Linked DNA regions of Mus musculus: region 1 is linked to region 2. A link is a contact called in public HiChIP or PLAC-seq data. All regions are on one chromosome and are shown on one strand. Each heading gives the region's core, a stretch centred on a gene start, on an enhancer-like site or on the middle of the called end of the contact. The rest is flanking DNA. Distances are from core to core; before and after follow the strand shown. Region 1 overlaps Inpp4b (inositol polyphosphate-4-phosphatase, type II). Region 2 holds the start of Inpp4b (inositol polyphosphate-4-phosphatase, type II).

Region 1 (3,102 bases), core at 372-2,871, 520 kb after region 2:
ATTTCCTTTTGACCAACGATTTCCTTCTTGTCTTTCCTTTGAGCTCATCATTTATGATCCAGCCCAGCTAATAAGAGTCTGAGCAGTCACAAGAAGGTCACCAGCTCTTAGCTGTTTCCCATGAGGCTATCTTTGGATTTTCTGTTGATTAATTATCTGTCCTATTTAATATTCACATGTAAGAGTGATTGAAAGTACAGGCTGGGAGCACAGGGGAATGACCTTCCTTTGTAAACCTTGTTTCCTCTGACAGCCTCTTGAGTCCAGGACCTCCGTGTTGACTCACTAACTGGAATTCAGTGAGTACTGCTGTTGTGGAATGCGATCTTACTGGCTTCTAATAGAATCATAGCTAAGGGGCCAGGAATCTGGCTCAGTAGGTGAAGGTGCTTGCTGCTAATCCTGACAACCTAAGTTTGATTTTATGGGCCTACACGCTGGAAAGAGAGAAGCAGTTCCAGCAAGCTGTCCTTTCTCAGGCATGATATTTGTACCCACATTCAGGCACATGGCAACTGCTCAGCACCACAAAATAAATAAATGTGTAAATAAACACAGTTAAAACCACCATAACAGGGTTATTTTCCTCAATGCCATGCTACAGTGGGAGATGTCTACTGTCAGCCTTGCCTGTAGTCAGATGAGTGAGTTACTTGTCAAAGTATTTGGAACTTATTACATTTGCATGGAAAATGCTGTTCTCTTATCTAAAATCAAATTGAAGATTTATCAGGGGCTTGCATGGTAAATAGGAGAGTGGTCTCCTAAGGTTGTTGTTGGGCAAATTGCCCACAGACACTAAATGCCTTGGCTTCTGAGATTGGCCACTAGTTCCAGTACAGATGGATTTCTGCAGGGCATGAGTGCATTGGCATTTAAGAGCACGGAAGGATCAGTTGAGACTCTAACGAAAGAAGTTACTGTCACCAGGAACTAATTACTTTGCTTAAATTCTCCAACCTATCTAGTTCCGAGAATAACACCAGTAAGAGAGCTAAATTATACATGCATGTGCCAGGTTTAACGTCAATGAGCTTATCATTTGATCACAAGGAGGGAATTTTTCTCCCATGTCATCTTTGTCTCCGAAACCTTCATCATGAATCAGATACTACTTAATGGCTATGTTTTGTTATTTTTGTTTTTTCATTACAAAGTCACTTGAAGAATAGATTGGCAAAAGTTGTAAGTGAAATGAAGACTGTAGAATGAGGAAAATTGTAAAAATACATCTGGCTCATCTTATAATATTTATTATGGAATTGTAGTAGTTCCTGACAGATTATCTTTGCAATGTCTTTGAAGTCTTAGAATGTCAAAATGCCCAGTCCTGAATATAAAATAATACAGGAGGCAACATTTTATTTGAATTTTATGATCAGAGAGACTAAAAATGGGAATATGTGCCCTTTCTGTAAATGTGTTTTTCCTATTTTTACATCTTGCACTTCTGTCTTCAGAGAGAGCTAGCCTTTCTGTCCTGTGCCCTCCTGCAAGGAGGTGAGTCAGAAAGAATCAGAGAACTTTCCAGACATGTTAACTGGGATTGGTTTTAAGCAGAGGCTTCAGGTTACTCATGCAGCCGTGGGGGAGCCTGAAAGCGGAGAGCAAAGCAATGAGTTATAATTACACATGAGTAGTCACTCCGGGAGAGTTTTCTCTTCAATTTTTGAGTCATCTGTGTTCAGTCACCACATCCATGTGACTCATGAGATTCTGCAGCAGACTGTAGGACTGGCATGTTGGTTACTTTAAAGAAGTTTTAGGAATGGAGAAACAGAGGCACTAGTTTGGGTTCTCAGAAAGTCTCACAAAAAATGCCTGTAACTGGAGCTAAGAATATCAGGTAGTTTATATTTTTAGATATATTGAATGTGATGCAATTGTAATAGTGCCTGTTACACAGTCTATAATGAACACTGCACACTATTACGGTTAGGAGCATCAATCTGAGATTTCCATAAAACCTAGACCACATTTGCTTTCTGTTTTGTTTTGTTTTTTTTTTCTCTTTTTTCAAAAATGGGATTTAATTGATCCTAGGCTGATTAATACATTCTTGCCTTTGTCATACACTGCCCTCACAATGAAGTAAATCAGAGAATGATACTCCAAAGGGCTCTGGGCTACTCTGCTTCTTGGGCAGTTATTACTTAAGCTCATGATTCTCAGGGATAACTATGTGGTTAGAAGACAGATATCTATATATCCTATATAATCTGATGTTCTCACCACATATAAACAATATGTATAAAGTGATATATACTCTGTATTTGATTATTTTGTAAAACATAATAAATGTCTACGTGAGTACAAAATTCTCTGTGAGACAGTCTAAGTGTACCAAACATTGAATAATGGTTCCTTGGCGAGAAGTCTTCCAAGTGTTGTGTGACACAACAGATGCCATGTGTGGAAGGCAACGTGGGGTCTTTATGGGTTGATAGGCTGGGAGATTCCTGGGATTTGCATTCACATAGGAGGTGCTGAGAACTTGTTCCCTTTCCCTGTGTGAGGACATAGCTGAAGGCAGCCAACTGCAAGCCAAATGAGAGCCCCCTGCAGAATTTAGCCACTCTGGTACTATAAGTTCACACTACAGCCTCCAGAACTCTGAGAGAGCAAAGTAGTGGCTAGAATGGTAGTTGGTCTAGACTAAAATGAGTGTTGCAAGATTTTGCTACAGTTCTTTAAATAACGTCAGACAATGCACTTGCTGTGTGTCCTATGCATTTTCTTGTTGCTAGTAAAAATCCAAGCATAACAATGACTCCACCTCTGAAAGCAACAGGTGCGATACTCAGGTCTGTAGAATGATGCTCACAGACCTTGTGAGGAGTGAAGCCCAGTTAAAGAGATTGGTGTGCTTAAAAGAAGGCAAGAATTGAGACAGGTGTCGGCATTTGACAATATAGTCATCCAGATGAAAATGGACACGAATCTGTAGATAGGAACACAGTTTGTGTGACCCGCACACTGCTCACAGCTGTGTAAAAAAAGGCTTTTGTTTTTGTTGTTGTTGTTGTTGTTTTGGTGCTGTGATCAAGCACATGGCAAACACACCTTAAGGCAGAGCTTATATTGCTTTACAATTTGAGAGTA
Region 2 (2,847 bases), core at 333-2,832:
CATTCAAGCTAGCTAACTGACCAAAGGAATCAATCCTAACAACTTACCAACCAGCCAAACCAAGCAACCAACCAAACCAATCAACTAACCAAACTAACCATCCAAACCAGCTAACCAACCAACTTAACCAACTCAACCAACCTATCAAACAAGCAACCTAACCAATCCACCCACCCACTCAATTACCCACCCACTAACCAACTCAGCCACCAACCAACCCAAACCAACCAACCAACCAACCAACCAACCAACCCAATCAACCAACGGAACCAACCAAAGACACCCTCACACCACCACTAGCACCCCGCCCCCACACACATAAATTTAAACCATCAAACTCCCTGCCCTCATCAACAAAGATAATATCTAGTAGCAAATACTTGGGAAGTAAATGGATGTCTCGATTCAGGCAGTGACAGCAGGGGTGACAGCTGGGGGCAGACACAGCTTCCCATTTTGTAATACTGTAATACTGTTAAGCACTGCCTTAACCCAAATTGATTTCACTGACTTTAAGATTCCAGGCTCTTTGTGTGACAAATGTCACACTTGTGTACACGCGTTTTTACTTTATTTAGAGTGCCAGTTTAAAGGGTTGCAAGGAAGAAAAAGGACTAGTGTGCCTTTGTGGGTAAGCTCTGAGAAGAATTACCTCTGAGCAGAGTGGACAAAACCTCTCTAGGAAAGCCGCCAGGTGGCACCTGTAAGGCGCAGATGGAGAGAGTCATTTGCCCCACCCCCACAGGCCGGACTATCCAGACTACCCCTCACCCCTCGGGTTTGTTCGCGAGGAAGTGGGGGAGTTTCAGTCTCTTTCCAGACAGCGTGATTACACACCAAAATTTTCTGACACCTCAAACACACCGAGGGCGGATTGTCTCCACACAACCAGGCTGTCAAAGGCATGAGCCTGGTGGTTGGGAACACTTAGGCACTCTGCAAGGTGGGGAGTGGCTGTGGGCTGCCCCTGTGCCCAGGTCTGCTCAGTCTGGGTCTAGGGGAAAACACTGGCAAGGGAGAAGCAGTTCTCAGGACCGTGACACGCAGAAGTCACCAGAACGTGGGACAGCGCTTCACACTCCTCTAACGCCCAATCCTCCTCCCAGGGACAGTCAGTGGGGACTAGTCTGAGCTACCTTCTCACATCCTTTTACATTTCCGCCTTCTGCAGTCTCTTCTCCTGTCCGGGTCGCATTGTGATTGCCTTGCCCCCCCCCCCCCCCGCCCCGCGCGCTTCGCCCCTGTGATCCCGCACCCCAGGATTGGCAGCTGACCCCAGAGACAGCAGAGTCTGAGTGGTGGGTGTCAGTAAACAGAAGCAGCGTGTTGTGGTCATTTCGAGCTGTGCGGTCGGGCCACCAACTCCATCTGTGGCAGGGAGGCGAGCTGCACCAGTTGCGAGACTGCTGCTGTTCCTCTTTGGTGGCTGGTTGGTGACATTGGGAGGAGACCGCTCCGAGGGAGTGAGCCTAAGACGAGGAGGAAGAGAGGCAGGGCGTTGGGGGTGGGGACGTGGCGACAGTGCCAGGGGGCGTGTGAGCTGCGGGCGAGGAGCAACTTCTCCCGGGCGCGCGCTGCGGGGCGGCGGGCGGAGCGTGAGCTGCCAGCCCAGAGCAGGGAGCGGGGAGCGGGGAGGCTCGGCCCGCGCCCTGCACGCTACCATCCTCCGGGTTCCCAGCCCCGGGTGCTGAGCTCGCCGCTATAAATAGCAGGTTACAGCTTCTGCTTGGGCGCACACGCTTTCACTGGAGAACGCAGGAAAGTCATCCTGAAAAGTGTCTGCCGCTGCTATCGCCCCCTACTCAGCCTCTGCAAGAGGTAACATCCTGCCTGGGATCCTGGGGCTCGGGAGGGAATTTTGCAGGGTGCGGAGGGTGAGGATGGGTGAATCCATAGGCTGTAGTCGTGCGCATCGGACAGTTCAGGGTGGTGGTGGTGGGGAGTACGTCCTGCCTGAGAGACAGCTGGTGTGTTTCTTATCAAGTTTCCCAGCTTGCAGCCAAGATCGTCCCTTCAGCCTTGCTTCCCAGGGACCCTGGCTGCTGGTGGTACCCCTGTGACCCTGATTACTGTCTAGTGGAGCTCGCTTGGTCTGGGGTGAACACCACACACACACACACACACACACACACACACACACACACACACGCACACACATATGAGTTCCAACTCCCAGGTGACACTGAGTTCTGGCCCAGCTTATGGTCCCTTTGAGCTGTTCTTAAAAGGTGCTGCAGCGACCTGGAGTGCTTAGGGACTGCTTCTCAACCCTAGTCCCAGTCACTGGCTGTCTCCTGCTTCAGAGGAAGTGGTCCTGGTCCTTAGAACAAGGAAGGCATGCTGGGGTTGCAGTTGCCTAAAGAGCTCTCTTTTCATGGCTATCTCCAGCCCCACCTTCAGCAACTCCTGCCCTCTCCGTCCCCCCAACACCACCCCCCCAAGTCAGGCCTGTTACCCCTAGGCTACCTTCATGTTCTACCTACCCCAAAGAGAAGTCAAGAAAGAGTTAGAAAATCAGGGCTTCAAAGTAAGAGTGGGTGATGAGAGGCTCCTCTGGAGTCTCAAATTTGCACTACAGCCTACTTGAGCTTATCTGGCCCCTCTAGCAGGACAAGGGTCCTGAGCAAACCCAGGAGCCTGCTGCTAGTATGGACTTTCAGGCTTGCAACTGGCTAGCTCTAGGTGATGCGAGAACCAGAGGCACCGGTGTTTGCCCCTCTCCACCTTTGATTTTGCTTCCCTCAGGGGAGGTGGTTTCTGCCCCAGAGGACACCCAGAGGTTTCTGTTTGGAGACAGAAGCTTTATAGGTAGGGATGTGCATATTGATGAGATAGTTGCAGCCACAC

Evidence for each region. HiChIP or PLAC-seq counts read pairs in DNA pulled down with a chosen protein or histone mark.
Region 1: a FOXA1 HiChIP or PLAC-seq map of pancreatic cancer cells shows a contact between it and region 2. The contact joins the enhancer-like site here to the promoter of Inpp4b in region 2. A contact is called at or near these places in 4 of 39 promoter capture datasets (the 3T3-L1 cell line, the HPC-7 cell line, HPC-7-derived erythroid cells and 2 more), 6 of 484 Hi-C or Micro-C datasets (CD4 T cells, Th1 cells, cerebellum and 2 more), 7 of 115 datasets of contacts at active chromatin or transcription factors (astrocytes, cardiomyocytes, effector CD8 T cells and 4 more) and 3 of 9 other capture datasets (adipose tissue, macrophages and pancreatic islet).

What each region holds. Positions count from the first base shown.
Region 1 is chr8:81,865,585-81,868,686 of GRCm38.p6, forward strand. All of the region lies in intron 8 of Inpp4b (inositol polyphosphate-4-phosphatase, type II), which reads left to right. Among named protein-coding and RNA genes, the nearest start is that of Gm25267, 290 kb to the right of the region's middle. Within about 2 kb of position 1,622, at least 62 of the 459 cell types and tissues checked have an H3K27ac peak or open chromatin away from gene starts, as enhancers often do. A contact at or near this core is called in pancreatic cancer cells, where this site is marked.
Region 2 is chr8:81,340,980-81,343,826 of GRCm38.p6, forward strand. Inpp4b (inositol polyphosphate-4-phosphatase, type II) reads left to right here and starts at 1,583. Exons shown (of 25, transcript NM_001024617.3): 1 at 1,583-1,818. Gm51582 (classical arabinogalactan protein 9-like) reads right to left here and starts at 1,674. Exons shown (of 2, transcript XM_030243908.1): 1 at 1,275-1,674. The coding sequence starts at 1,663.